Regions from separate parts of the Capra hircus genome. Here region 2 is linked to region 1. Evidence: chromatin contacts called from public Hi-C data. All regions are on one chromosome and are shown on one strand. Each heading gives the region's core, a stretch centred on a gene start, on an enhancer-like site or on the middle of the called end of the contact. The rest is flanking DNA. Distances are from core to core; before and after follow the strand shown. Region 1 overlaps DGKD (diacylglycerol kinase delta). Region 2 overlaps ATG16L1 (autophagy-related protein 16-1).

Region 1 (2,700 bases), core at 29-2,528:
CAATCGGCCCGGGGGGGCGGGCAACCGTCACCCTCAGGCCAGGAGCGCCACCCCTGCCCGCGGCCTGGGGTGGGGGTGAGGCCAGGAGCACCGCCCCTGCCCGCAGCCCGGGGTTGGGGGGGCGGGCGGCCGTCACCCTCGGGCCAGGAGCGCCGCCCCTGCCCGCGGCCCAGCCCGCCTCCCTTCACACACAGCTGACAGACCGAGGATCCTAACAGACTGCTCCAGGCTGCACTCCTGCACCCCGGCTCCTCCCGAGCGGCACGGGCCTGTGGCCAAGGCTCCCCACGTTTCTGTCGGGTGGGACCCTGGCCCAGGCCCCCGTCATCCCTGGATGTCAATCACCCTCCTCACCTCCCACCCCTGCCTGCAAAAGAGGGGACCTCCCCGTGCGTGTCAAGCCCTTTACTATCGGCCAGAGGGTCGACCTTCAGGGCTTGCCCACGAGCGCGCCTGCTCTTAGCTGGACGTTCTCTGCTCGCAGGGCAGGTCCCGGCAGCCCAGGCAGGTGTGGGCCGGGAGACCAGGGTTGGCCTCCCCTGACCCTCGGGGCGAGCAGACAGCCCTTGGCACAGCCCCGCTGCCTGCTTGGCCAGGGGCTCGCATGGAGGCCTGAGCACAGCTGTGCACCTGAGCTGCCCAGTCTCAGCAGAGTCTGGGCCCTGAGGGAACCTCTAACTCCCGAAACCCACCACAAAGTGGAAGAAGAGCTCAGCACCGAACTAGCACAGACTGACTGCAAGGGCAGGACACGGAGGAGGGGCCTGGGTGGGCAGAGCGCTGGCGGGAAGACCCCGAGTCCTACGGGGCAGAGTCCATGGGACCCGGCTCCACCTCAGGGGGCCCTGCGCCGGCAAGGGGCTAACCTGGAACAGGGCATTTCTGGCGGGGGAGGCAAAGCAGGGAGGGGCCAGGGCGAGCGCATGGCGATACCTCGGAGCCCTCGCTCAGGTCTTCAGTGACGGTGGAGGAGGAGACCGGCCGGGGCAGTTTGGTCTCGTAGGCCATGACGCTCCACCTGCACACACACAGGGGCTCAGCCGGTCGGCTCCGGCCCCAGGCCTCCCCACCTCCCCGTCTCACAGCCGGCAGAGGGGACGAGATCCTGTGACAACTTAACTGTGTCTGTCAGCCTGTATCGACCCGGCCCCCCCAGGCGCCGAGCTGGCTCCTCACTTAGCTGAGAACAAATGTCACAACCCGCTGGGTGGGCGTCCCCTCTGCACAGCTGAGCCGCTCGGCAGGCAGCTGGCTTGGCACTCTGGGTATTTCACAGCCTCCGGAGGCGGGGGGCAGGAACAGCTGAGGGGGCCGAGCGCGTTTGATACCACGCCTGCTCACAGCAGTGCGGGACCCTCTGAAAGAACGGGGCATCTCCTCAAGTACCACGGGCTGTGGTCCGGGTGTTCACACAGGAGTTCGGTGCTCAGAGCAGCTTGCTCGGGAAGGATGCCCAAGCATTTCTAAACACGTGGAGGGCAATAACCCCAAACTCCAATCCTTCTGGGAACACGGGACAGCTTAACTCCGTGACGAGGAGGATGGGTGACAGGCGAGGCTGCAGCGGCCGCAGGGGGCGGGGCCGCCTCCCGCTCTGAGGGCCAGAAGACCGGGCCTGGCTGGTGAGACCTGGCCACCTGAGGGCACAGTCCCAACCCCTTCTGCTCATCAGCGCTTCCCTAGTCTGATCACCAGATAAAGCCCATCAGAAGAAAAGAGTCCTGCTCAGAGAGGTGGAATTTTTTTTTTAACAAGTAACTGCAAAAGGCTTGCGGTTTCCCAGGGCCCCAGCTGAGAACAGCAGGCTGAGAGGCCGCGTGCGGCCCACTCACCTGTCCAGCATCTTGGTGCTGGCTCTCTCTAGCTTCTCCAGGATCTGCGGGAGCTGGGTGTCGTCATCGCAGGCCGAGCCCCAGCCCAGCACGCGAGCCAGGTCATTCCCTGTGCCGAGCGGCAGCACCCCAAGCTGGCACTGAGACAGGGTGGGAGCACACAGCGTCAGCGGGCCCCGTCCAGCGAGCGTGTGAGGGCTGAGCTCGGACGGCGGCAGTCAGAGGGTCTCCCCAACCTGATGGAAAGCTCTTCCCCCCGCCTGCTGACACACCTGACCGTCAGCCCTCTGTCACTTCCCACCTTCACAGTGATGACCACGGTCCTGCCCCGAGTGGCGATACCTGAGCCCCCAAGAATCGGGCTGTGATCCCTCGCCTGCTCTCCACCCACAACAGCATGTTCCCAGCGCCAAGCTCACCTCCTTGCCCCTGACAGCAGCACCTGCCATGACTGTAAGTCCCGTCCAGACAGGCACCAGGACGTCCACTGTGGCCCTCAAACCACCACCACTGCCACTCAGCCTACAGCCCCTCGCCTGCCACTCCCCCCCACCCCGCCCGCGCCAGCTCGGGCCCTGCCGTCCACCTGGAGTTCCCACCCAGAGCCTCCTGCACAAACCCCCCTCACCAGCTCAGGGCTCAGGAGGCTCCTAAGACACAGGGTGCCTGACAGCCTTCAACCGCCAAGCACGACACGCATGTGGGGAGGGTGGCCGGTCCTCCCTATGCACAACACAGCCTGAGGTCACCTGCCCCGGCCACGAGGGAGGCCCTGCACCCTGCCAGGGACAGCAGGCTGGCCACAGCAGGTGAGACCAAGGATGCCCAGCCCCGGGCAGACAGAGCCAGCTTGGGGAGCCTCAAAGGA
Region 2 (2,700 bases), core at 95-2,594, 140 kb after region 1:
CCAACAGATACGTGAGAAATGTAAGCTGGTGTAGCCACTAAGAAAACTGTAAGAACAAGCCCTCTAAAAATTAAATAACTGAAACCCCGTATGATCCACCAATTCTATTTCTGGGTACTTTTCCCAAAGAAAACAGAACCAGTAATTTGAAAAGATATATGCACCCCTATTTTCACTGCAGCATTAATCACAACAGTTAAGATATGGAAGCAAGTCAAGTGCCCGATGGCAGACAAATGAATAAAGACACGGAAAATATATACAATGGAGTATCAAGTCATAAAAAAAGAATGAAATTTTGCCATCTGTGACAACATGGAGGAACCTAGATGGTATTATGCTAAGGGAAATGAGTCAGACAGAGATGGATACCATACAATTTTACTTATATGTGGGATTTAAGAACCAAATTTAACACCACACAAAACAGAAACAGACTCAGATATAGAGAACATACTGATGGTTGTTGGGGGGGGGGGGGCTGGGGGTATGAGAAAAAAGATGAGAGAGATTAAGAAGTACAAACTCCTAGTTACAAAAGGGTTCACAGGGATGGGGTTTGCAGCCGGGGAGTACAGTTAATAACACTGCAATGTCTTCGCTGACAGATGATAGCTGGATGTATGGTGATGATAATTTGGCAATGTATAGGAATAATGAACCACAATTTTGTGCATCTGGGATTAACAGTGTGGTAGGTCAATTTGAAAAACAAAGGATGCATCAAAAAAGTATGATGAAGTACTCAGTAAAGGCTCTACTAAAGACAGCATACAGAATGCAAATAAAAATTAGGATCTCTGCATTTAGTCTTAGTAGCCAATGAAATGGAAAAGAACAATACATATACAAATGGTATCTATTTAATATTAGATTTATGCTGCCTCTTTAATCTTGTGTTACAGAAAAATAACGTTTGTTTTCCAAGCGTTAAAAAAAACACACGTAGAAACTTCCTGAATCTGTATCCTCTATCGAGGCTAATTACACAACTTAAAAAAGGGGGGAGGGGATGAGCACCTTCTTGAAATAAGCACTATTACAGATACCTGTCTGTACTATTCTTGCCATTTTCTGGAACTCTGAATTATAAAAAGTCAGTTTCCTATTTAAAGTCAGACCAGGCAGGATCACTGGAGGCATAACTTATAAAAGGAAACATCAGGACTCTTTAGATAAACAATTAAGACTTCCAGGGGTTTTTCAGAGGTCTCAGCTTGAAACATCAGACCGCAGCCACAGAGTCCAGCTTTCCCAACAATCCCATCTTTTTGTGACCAGCTGTGGGGTGCCAGCCACGGTGTCTCCCCAGGGTGGCCAAGGAACGCAGCCCGGGGTAGTAACTGAGGGTCGCCGCCCTGCACCCATGACCGCACTACTGGAGCCCGAGGGGAGAGCCAGCTGGGGGCGGCAGGGAAAGGATTTGGAGGGTCAGCCCCTGTCCTATTTCTCAACATGGATCAACATATTTACATGTGGAAATCTCAGAGGCTCAGAAGGCATTCAAGTATTCACCAGTGTTTCTTATAATTTTTTTTAAAGGGGCTTTTTTTTTTGATGATGGATTTTAGTTCCCCAACCAGGAACTGAACCTGGGCCCTTGGCAGTGAAAGTGTGGCATAGTAACCACTGGTTCGCCAGGGAATACCATCCTCACCACCCCAAAAAGCAGCTTCTGAAAGACCCTAATATACTTACTATAACTGCTACCTTCCTTGGTTTCACTCCAAATCCCTGAGCTCAGATCTCAAAGTTGAGAGTTAACATTGTAGATACCAACCTTCCCTCTCTGCCCAGTAGAACAACTCTACAACATCACAGGAACAGAAAGCTCAGGGCTGCACGTACTTCCCCTTTTAGAAAGGGAAGTCTGCCCGGACTCCTTCCTCTTCCTCTCACGTTGAAACCTTTCTGAAGCTAGAACAGCATCCTACAATCGCAGCCAGCCAGGTGGCAGCCATGCTGAGGCTGTGTGACAACTCCCTACGGATCCTTCTGAAAAGATCAAGAAAGCTCTAGCAACAAAGCTTATGTTAAGTACAGTATATTTAACCTGTTCTACTGAGCAACGCTCAATAGAAATCATCTAATCTGCACAAACCCTGGGGAAAGACCAAAAACTCGCGCAGGTACTTCTCATGCTATGTAAGCTGTTAGTAAAAAAACTATTTCACCAAAAATTTAAAATCGCTTCTCACACACACAGGGAGAAGACACTGCTCGTTCAGTGGGCAATGCCAGTGCACTCACTGGGCTGACCCTGACTGCATGTCAGTACGGAAGTACCCCTACATATTCACCCACTACATTCTTGTTTGTTTCTGTACATTTTCTCCCTCCACTGGAGTGTAACTGCTTTACAATGTTGCTTTAGTTTTGTGACCCACGGCGTTCAAAACTGCGTAGCCTGGGAATGCACTTTTAACTTCACGGCACAAGCAATTTTCCATGTGACAGCTGAAAATATACAGTTTGGGGGTCCCACTGTTTGGCCAGAATACTCCGGGTCTCTAAGTCTGAAAAAGACTAATCTCTTCCTCATGCTGCTTAGAAGGGTGACCCAGGCACATGGCACAGTTGACCCTCTGGAATTTTTGTGATGTAATTAATATAGGTAAACCGTCTTCAAGTAATGAGATTATAATCTAATTGAAACTTCCTTGGCCAGCAGACACCTAGATCCCTTTAAACGTTTCACAG

What was found. A called contact is a pair of places that touch in the nucleus more often than the background predicts.
Region 2: a Hi-C map of blood shows a contact between it and region 1, with 5 times the contacts expected there. The contact joins two enhancer-like sites. A contact is called at or near these places in 2 of 5 Hi-C or Micro-C datasets (both in blood).

Annotation. Positions count from the first base shown.
Region 1 is chr3:7,657,868-7,660,567 of ARS1.2, forward strand. It overlaps DGKD (diacylglycerol kinase delta), which reads right to left. Exons shown (of 30, transcript XM_018041036.1): 11 at 1,833-1,972; 12 at 934-1,018. Among named protein-coding and RNA genes, the nearest start is that of DGKD, 86 kb to the right of the region's middle. Within about 2 kb of position 1,279, at least 1 of the 5 cell types and tissues checked has an H3K27ac peak or open chromatin away from gene starts, as enhancers often do.
Region 2 is chr3:7,800,452-7,803,151 of ARS1.2, forward strand. All of the region lies in intron 11 of ATG16L1 (autophagy-related protein 16-1), which reads right to left. Among named protein-coding and RNA genes, the nearest start is that of SAG, 18 kb to the left of the region's middle. Within about 2 kb of position 1,345, at least 1 of the 5 cell types and tissues checked has an H3K27ac peak or open chromatin away from gene starts, as enhancers often do.